Linked DNA regions of Sus scrofa: all the other regions are linked to region 2. Evidence: chromatin contacts called from public HiChIP or PLAC-seq data. All regions are on one chromosome and are shown on one strand. Each heading gives the region's core, a stretch centred on a gene start, on an enhancer-like site or on the middle of the called end of the contact. The rest is flanking DNA. Distances are from core to core; before and after follow the strand shown.

Region 1 (2,784 bases), core at 144-2,643, 190 kb before region 2:
TTCAAGTTTCTGGAAAGCATGGAGTGTCTCTAAATGTGAACCTCAGAAGTTCAGAGGAATGAGCACTAGTAAAAGGCCATTAATTTGTGGACTTTCAGGATAGTGCCTGGGACAAAAGCCAGACTGCAAGAGAAGTCTCTGCTGACTGTTTATAAGGGTCTACCGTGCTGGGTCAACTTTCAGGTACACAAACAACAATTATTTCAGAGTGGTGGCTCTCAACATTGGCTGTTCATTCTCATCAATGGGATGCTTTTAATTAATGCTAATACTGGGGGAGCCCTCCCAGGTCAATCAAATTAGAGCTGGAAGGAGGAGAGTCCAGGTAATACCACTGTTTAAAAGCTCCTGGTTGCTTCTAGTGAGCAATCATGATTGAGAATTTCTGCTATGGAGGAGTCCACAAACTATAGCCCATGCCAAAATCCAGCATGCTGACTATTTTTACAAATAAAATTTATTGCAAAGTTTATTGCACCCATGTCAGCAGGTGTATTGTCAGTAGCTGCTTTCATGCAACAGTGGCAGAGCTGAGTAGTGGTAATGGAGACCACATTAATCACAAAGATGAAAATATTAACTATATCATCCTTACAGAGAAAGTCTGAAGTCTTGGTCTAGAGGGGGATTTCTCAACTTGGGCACTATTGACCTTTTTGACAGGATGATTATATGATGGGGGCACTGTCCTATGCACTGTAGGAAGTTTAACAGCATTCTTGGCTTTTACCCACTAGATGGCATTGGCACCCCCTCCCAGCCCCAACCCACAACAAAGTCATGACCATAAATATGCCTCTACACATTCCTAAATGTCCCAGGGGTACAAAATCACCCTGCTTGGGAACCACTGCTGAATACTATCAAAGAATATGCATTCAATTCTTATTATTTATAATAGTTATATTCTATAAAGTCATTGGAAACACTGCGTTAATGAATACTGAGCCACTGCTCCTAGGAGAAATAGAGGGTTAGGTTCCTGTGAGCTTCCGGTCAGACAAAATTAATACATAATCTTGTTTAATGTGTTTCTGTTTAAATATATATATAATACATGTTATATAATATATATGTATATACATTATATTTATAAATTTTATATATATATACGTAACTTGCAAATAATTATTGACATATTTCAATAGCCAGGATGAGTTTAACATATTCCTGACCCTGGGAAACATGACTGTAAATTTTTTTGGCTTTCAGTCCCAGAACAATTCATCTCATGAATCCACAATACAGTTACATTTCGATCTTTTTCATAGCTTCATCATGAACTATCGATGTTACTCTCAATGCTTTTGCAAGCAGTCTCATACACAGATTGGTGGATTTCCTCTTCCTTTTTCTGAATATATCATATTGTTGACTCATTAACACTGAACTCACAGCCAAAGCACTATAACTCATGATTACACAAAGCATATTTTCTTCATAAGGAACATCACAATCCAGTGGTTAAGGAACCCTAAACTGCACAACATTTGAGGCCATTTTAAACAGTGAAATCATCAGCAAAAAGCACAAAGGTGCAAAAAACATGGCAACGAATAGACTGCAAAAAGCACACAATTTATAAATGAGAGCTGAAACAGGAAGGCAGAGCAAGAAGAGAGGGTTACAAATATTAAGTTAAGGCAGTTCTCATGTGCCCTTAAACTGCAGCGAGTTTAGAATATGAATCTCCATCTATCCTGACTTCTGCTGACTGGATCAGTGCAGGCCAGCTCTGGAAATCTCACAGAAGTCAGAGTTACCTCTGTGACTCTTCATGACAGTTAACTTAAGATTCAGTTAATCACAAAATAGTGATAACTCTATTCAATAAAGGATTAATTCTTTTCTTCATGTTTGCACATGTTCTAGGAATTTCTGTGCTGTCTGGAATGTCTATGAAGAATTGATTTTCTCTGGACAATTACTTCCTAACACTATAATTTTTGCCAATGTCCAAGATCAGTATAAAAATTGCAGCAATGAGATCTTACATTTTAAAATTAGTAATAATAGCTAACATATTATTATTTATTATTTACCAGATAACTTTCTCAGTGATGTATACCTACGGCATAAATAACATTATAATATTCATAGGATATGAATATAAATATATTTCTTGATATTCATTTGATACAACTTATAAGTAGGAAAAGTTATTAATCTCATTATTCTTCCAATTTTGTTTTGTTTTGTTTTGTTTTTTGCTTTTTAGGGTGACACCTGTGGCATATGGAACTTCCCAGGCTAGGGGTCAAATCTGAGCTACAGCTGCTGGTCTACACCACAGCCACAGAAATGCAGGATCCAAGTCATGTCTGCAATCTACACTGCAGCTCACTGCAATGCCAGATCCTTAATCCACGGAGGGAGGCCAGGGATCAAACCCACATCCTCCTGGATACTAGTCAGTTTCATTACCACTAAGCCATAATGGGAACTTCCTATTTTTCCAATTTTATTGAGATATAATTGACATACAGCACTGTATAAGTTGAAGGTATACAGTATAATGATTTTATCTTCCCTCATTTTATAATGAGCAAACTAAGGCACATAGAAGTCAAGTAACTTGCCCAGGATTACATAGCAATAATGAGGAAATAAGGGTTCAAATCTGTCTCCTAACTCTCACATGACAAATCATCTGCATATACAATATAAAGAGACTGCACTGCAGTTTAAAATGATAAGCAAATACAGCTTTGGCTAAATTTTCTAAGTCTGTAGACATATTAACCACTCAGTAATATTTGCTGGTCATAGACCCATGGAGCACTG
Region 2 (3,130 bases), core at 81-2,580:
AATATTTAGATAACACTTCAAGTGTGATCAAGATATGCACACACACGCACCCTTCCGTGATGATCTAGAGCCAGGCGTGGCTGCCTGCAAAAGCAAAATGAGTAGATGTGACGCAAGCAGCTTTCCCGTGATTAGTTCTTAAGGACTGTGTGGATCATCATACTTTCCATTAACAATTCTGTAGCCTTGCCTTTGGCCTTGCATTTGCCCACAGACATAGTATTACTAAAAGAAGCTTTTCTTTTTTTTTTAAATCTCACATTCCATTTTTTGGTCCCAAGATTATCGGGTATGAACCTGATTCCTCAAAGCTAAGCATCAAACTATATCCAAAGATTTAATTGAGAAGCCTAGCCATTCCCTTTCTTTAATTTAGTTTGCATTTAGAATTCTCACTTCCTATTCCCTAGTAAAGCACATTTTGTACTTTAAAAGTTGCAGATGTTTGATAAGTGTGTGTATCCTCTGGACTTAGACATTAATCGGGGTTCCTCAATTATAACTTATTTTTCTTTCTTTCTTTCTTTTTTTTTTTTTTCTTTTTTAGATATGGGAAAATCGTTTCCACGAAGGCGATTTTGGATAAGACAACAAACAAATGCAAAGGTATGTTTCTTTGGCTGATGGTTTGCTAAATCATAGCTTTAGAAAAATAATGGAATTTTAAACCTGATCTTTTGGTTTCAGAAACGTCCATTTTACTAAAAACCAAATCTTACATGTCACCTAGGTTCTGTCTTGCACGGTGTTAGCATATTGCTTACGTCTGTCCCTGGTTGAGTTTTGGCTGGAAAGCCAGCAGCAGCCAGCCATTTGCCAGAATCCCAGATCTGACACCAGGGGAGTTAACATGCAAAATACTGGCTGGCATTTATCCCCTGCTTTTAAAAGGGGAGTAGAGTTAGAAAATAGCTTTTCTTTCCTGAGCCTGAGGAGATTAGAGCTGCTTACTGAAGACCATTGGACTGTACTAAAGAACTGAAAAGATTACATATTGTGCAAATTGGCTCTATTAATTAGAATAGAGTAGTTTTAAGCAGTACTTAATTACATGTTTCAATACTCCCAATTGTTCTCTGCTGAATGCCTGTTGACAATATTGGCAGCAGGGAGGAGAGAACCATTTTCACTGACCAAATTGTAATAGGGAGGGGAGGTCATACGCCCCTTTGAAATATGCTGCTGCATTAATTTGATGCACTGACCTTCAGTTTTCCGTGTAATTAGGATGAGCTCATCTGGCTCCATGAGCTGGAAGAGGAGGCGTCTACAGTAGGCAGCACTGATGCTCCGTGGTTCTGACTTTTAATGATCCAGCATCTTAACAATAGGCATGTGATTTCTAGGAAAGGGGAAGAATGGAGTCAGCTGACTTTGAGTCTAACTACTGACCCCATGAATTGAAATAAGGTTGACAGGAATAGGCAGAGAAGGCAAATCTCCTCATTAATTAGACCCCAGTTTTTCAAGTAGTGGTGACGGCTGTGGCACGGAGCACAATCTGAAAAAGGCAAAGAACGCAAATGAACCCTATGGTATGGTAGGGCCTGGCCTTAGAAGCCAGCCGTTTCCTTTCATCTAGACTTGAAATGATTCATTGTATTTCTGTCCTTTCTTCAAAGCTCCTGAATTTAAAGGAGCTATTGTGGCAAAAAGCTAAGCCCATGTTTAATCAACATGGCACATTAAGGCAGTTTTGCCTTGGGACAGTGAATAGAGCAATGCTTTATGTAGAGTGGTACTCAATTAATATTTAAGTGAATTGAACTAGAGAGAGTCAAATTGTAGACTTAGTTACCAGATTAGTCTTGTTTAGCAGGTTTTTAAATGACTTGGGTAAGCAGGGACACAGAAGAAAATCTTTTGGTTTTATAAGAAAAAATAGACTCCTGCAGGCATAAAACAGGAAGCTGACCTCAAGCACTTGTTTCAAACCAGGAGAGAAATCGCAGTAGACAGGTGGTTTTATAGTCTTACCCTACCTTTCTTCCTCCTCACTCCACCCCATCCCCCCAAAAAAGAAATCTTACACAGCAGATCAGTGTGTTAGAAAGCAGAGCTGCCCTAATGCAGTGCGAGAGAGCACCTAGAGCCTCCCTGGTTGAGTTCTCCGCCCCACCACTACACCAGACCCTGCTGTGGTCCACTCTGCTCGGATGAGATACTATTGCCTAGAAACCAAAATTCTGTGAAAATGCTCAAAACTATCTAGAAAAAGTATGAGTAAAAAAAAAATACTAATGCTACATCTAACATCTTGGCATCACACAAACCCTTGATAGTTGGGAAGGGTCCAAAGAGAAGTGGAGCGATTTGGGGAGCTTCCAAATAAGGGTAGGGATCATTCAGAACTGATTTTTGATACATCTCCTAAAGACTTTCTCCTTTAAATCAAATCTCAGAAGAGACTGCCTTGTGTGTGTGGACAGTGATTAAAAAAAAAAAAACTTCTACGCTTGTGTCACACAATAAGAGGAAACAACAGCAGGTACCTGGTGTGTGGGTGAGTGAGTGAGTGAGGCGGGAGAGTAAGCACAAATGGGTTTATGAAATTCTGGAAGTGAAAATGAAATAATACACCATAGCTCGTAGTAAAGACAGATAAGATTGTTAATCACATTAGAGGTAACTTGAGAAGGTAGGTAGGTGGCTGGGTGGATGGATGCAGGTCGTGCTGAGGAGATCACGAATATAAATGAAAAGTGCTTATGTTATAGACTAACTTGTTGAGATTGAACAGATGAAAGAATTTCATACCTGGAAATGAGAGACCTTAGAGGTCATAGAACTCTTTTTTTTGTCACAAAATGTATTTTGGAGCCTTTATCCAAAAGACAAAATTGAGCTGAAGGGAACATTGCTCTGAATAACATATTGCTTAGTTTTCGCATTTAAAAACTCACTATTCAGGAGTTCCTGTCATGGCTTAGTGGTTAACAAATCTGACTAGGAACCATGAGGTTGCGGATTCTATCCCTGGCCTCGCTCAGTGGGTTAAGGATCCTACGTTGCCTTGAGCTGTGGTGTAGGTCGCAGATGCAGCTCAGATCTGGCATTGCTGTGGCTCTGGCATAGGCTGGTGGCTATAGCTCCAATTAGACCCCTAGCCTGGGAACCTCCATATGCCTCA
Region 3 (3,117 bases), core at 180-2,679, 240 kb before region 2:
CACTCATCTGATATCCTCAGAAAGTCAATGTCATAGGGGAAAAAATGGTGGAATATTTTCACATTAAGAGAAACTAAAATGATACAGCAATCAAATGTAATCAGTGAATTTGATTGGATTTAGTTCAAAGAAATCACTATAGAAAGCATTTGGGGGACAAGTGGGAACGTGTTAATATGGACTGAGGTATCAGATAATATCAGAAAGGTTATTAGTAATGTCTTTAAGTGATAATGGTATTGAGGTTGATAAAAAGTGTCCTATTTTTAGAAAAAGGGTACAGAGGGTTTAGAGCTTTTTTACTTAGAATCAGTAAACAACTCACAAGACAGGGAGTTCAAAAAAGGGCATTCAGTACAGGGAATGGATAAAAGGTTTTGAAAGAGTTGAAAGGGAAAACAAATGACAAGGAGTCAACTCAGAAATTCATAAAAGAAAAAGCCACTGCCAATTCAAAGGTAGTATTACCAGAGCCCAGGAGCCAGAGCTGTGCCATTGAGAATTAGCAGGGGCTCCCCAGTGGAAGCCTGGACTATGGAGAAAGGAGCTATTTAACAAAGACACTGACAAAGACAATTCCCAATGTGTAAGGAGTGTGGTGGAAATATCCTGCCTTCTCACTTCTGACTATCCAGTCTCCACCTGGTGCCTCTCATTGGCCGAAACCTAAACAGAACCCAGGAGTTCTGTTGCAAGGGAGTCTGGGAAATGTAGTTTGCAGGTACCAGCTCCATGAGATACAGAGCAATGCAGAGGAAGAACAGAGAATAGATCAAATAGGCAGATGACTGGCCCAGGAGAGAATTGTCATGATGCTTGCAACTTATTTTCAAATAGTTCAGAAAACAAATATATATATATGTATGTATATATATATATACATACAAAATAAAACATATAATAATGGGGATATAGGTGTTCATTGTACAAGACTTTCAATTTTTCTATATTTTTGAAATTTTTCAGGATAAGAAGTGGTGAATAATCCATTCTAACACTGAAAGAAATACAAGGTCACAGCCATGGGAATGGAGACAAAAAATATTCAAAATGAATGTGACAAAATTTTTCATTAAATCCTTGTAACCAATAGGGAAAAATGTGGGCCAGAGCAGTATTTATCATTTTTTTTCTACCACTATGCCTTTGAGAATTGATTTTTCTACTTACAACTCTCTTAAGAACATATCCACTACTATTCCCATGCCAGTTATAACCCCCCACCTTATTTATCATACTCAAGAAAGTTTGATAAAATGGAAGTGAACGAGTGGCTTTCATTTGGTTATCTTTAATCTGCTCTGTTTTTAAAGACATCAATTAGTTATGAAAACCTCAGATTGCAAGACACCCGTATATTGCGACATGAGCATTGAGAAATCTTCAGCTAGAAAAGTGGCATAATTATGAAGCCACATACATAGTTTACCCAACCAACGATGTTGGTTCATGGATAGACGTTAGTCTGGAGAATGGCTCTACATAATGTACTGGAGGGTCAGTCTAAGTTTCGCACTGCCCAGTTTAGATTTTTATCAGTATCTTGGTTGATAATTAGAACACATGCTGATTATAGTTACTGCTGACATAAAACCTAGGGTGAGAGCTCATGACCCAAAAAGATGTGATGAACAATATAAATCGACATCTAATAGTTTAGGTGACCAGCCTTTTACTCAGGGCCAGAGGGACCAACCAATTGTATGATGTTTCTTACATCTATTTGGAGAGTTGGAATTTGTCCTCTGGTGCTCTCACAAATGATCTCTATAAATCTGAGCAAGTTATTTCTCTCACCTCAACTGCCTCAGTTTCTGCATCAGTAAATGGGAAGAACAATACCTAACTCATAGTAGCTTGAGTGAGTTCATTATATGTCAAGCAGTTGAATAGTGCCTGGTAGAGAGTAATAGAAATGATGTTAGTGGTCGTTAGTAATGGGTGTGGGAGTGCCAGCCGCAATATTACCTAGTAAGTAGCTATGAAAAAGATTTAGTAATTGATATTACATTCAATGGATTTCAGGTGCAGGACAGAGTTGCCAAAGTTGTCCACGTTGTTTAAGGCTTTATTTAATTAGAATCCCACTGCCTGAAATGAAGCTGATGAAAGCCCGGATTGATTCTGATCTATTCAGATGGCAACTGGAGCAAGGATGGAGATCAGGTGCCATGGCCACAAGTGATCATAAACAAATTGGTGTCTGCTCAACCCAAAGCTGGAATGCAGCAACTGTCAATAGAATTGGAGGTGTCAGTTTGTCTTTAGAAATTTAATGAGCTGTGGAATAGAATGTTGAACTTGCTTTGTGTGTCCCCATTGATTTCTCCAGAACCAATGATTACAGTTACTATAATACAGACTTTGAGTCCACATAATGCAAACCTTCCTTGCAGTCAGAGATGGGGGGAGTGTTTTGGGGGGCTAAGTTCCTTGTTTGCAATGATGAAGCATTATACATCAGGGTGACCACTCAGCAAGGGTATATTGGGATTCAAACCCCAGATGGGTAATTGAATTAAGTGTCCTGAGAGACTGACCCCTAGAAATCCTGAGATTTTTTAATCCAATGCAATCTGAGGAACCCAGATTTGTTTTTAATTACATTCTTAACTGCTTCCCAAACTGCTACCTGTTAAGTTCTTTTTTTTTTTTTTTTTAGGCTGTAGGCCAAAGGTCTGTACTTTTTTCCCCCCACCATCAAATAAGTTAAATACTCAGCGTGCTCATTTTTAGGAAATGAAGTTGCAATGATTAAACAGGAAATATGCACTTAGCTCCTAATGCTAGCTGCCTCAAGACAAAATCAATTCCATTTCAAATGGAATGCTATTGGAGAGCTGTTTAAAAATCTGTTGATAGAAGAGAAATATTGAAGGTGAATACAGCAGGGACAGGAAATGAGAAACTTACAGATATCTTTAATGCTACAAGGCACTCTGTCTTTCCTGTCCTCAAAACCCTGAAGAAATCTTTAAAATGCGTAGCTCATTTGAGGCATAAATATGTTGGGCTAAAAGCCAATGCCACCTAGATAAAAGAACCAAAGTTTTCTATACTAGGTCCTCTACAGAAATTCAGAAATGCCCAAATAAATGACCAGACACAACTCCATTA

The links. HiChIP or PLAC-seq counts read pairs in DNA pulled down with a chosen protein or histone mark.
Region 1: a contact with region 2 is called in an H3K27ac HiChIP or PLAC-seq map of alveolar macrophages. The contact joins two enhancer-like sites. A contact is called at or near these places in 2 of 5 promoter capture datasets (fetal liver and liver), 6 of 47 Hi-C or Micro-C datasets (fetal heart ventricle, omental adipose tissue, retroperitoneal adipose tissue and 2 more) and 1 of 2 datasets of contacts at active chromatin or transcription factors (alveolar macrophages).
Region 3: a contact with region 2 is called in an H3K27ac HiChIP or PLAC-seq map of alveolar macrophages. The contact joins two enhancer-like sites. A contact is called at or near these places in 1 of 47 Hi-C or Micro-C datasets (fibroblasts) and 1 of 2 datasets of contacts at active chromatin or transcription factors (alveolar macrophages).

Annotation. Positions count from the first base shown.
Region 1 is chr15:67,424,035-67,426,818 of Sscrofa11.1, reverse strand. The region is part of intron 1 of LOC106506256 (a long non-coding RNA gene); the gene reads right to left. Among named protein-coding and RNA genes, the nearest start is that of RBMS1, 16 kb to the right of the region's middle. Within about 2 kb of position 1,393, at least 1 of the 83 cell types and tissues checked has an H3K27ac peak or open chromatin away from gene starts, as enhancers often do. A contact at or near this core is called in alveolar macrophages, where this site is marked.
Region 2 is chr15:67,233,226-67,236,355 of Sscrofa11.1, reverse strand. RBMS1 (RNA-binding motif, single-stranded-interacting protein 1) reads left to right here. Exons shown (of 14, transcript XM_003133427.6): 3 at 548-606. Among named protein-coding and RNA genes, the nearest start is that of ITGB6, 110 kb to the right of the region's middle. Within about 2 kb of position 1,330, at least 5 of the 83 cell types and tissues checked have an H3K27ac peak or open chromatin away from gene starts, as enhancers often do. A contact at or near this core is called in alveolar macrophages, where this site is marked.
Region 3 is chr15:67,471,128-67,474,244 of Sscrofa11.1, reverse strand. No RefSeq gene overlaps it. Among named protein-coding and RNA genes, the nearest start is that of RBMS1, 63 kb to the right of the region's middle. Within about 2 kb of position 1,429, at least 1 of the 83 cell types and tissues checked has an H3K27ac peak or open chromatin away from gene starts, as enhancers often do. A contact at or near this core is called in alveolar macrophages, where this site is marked.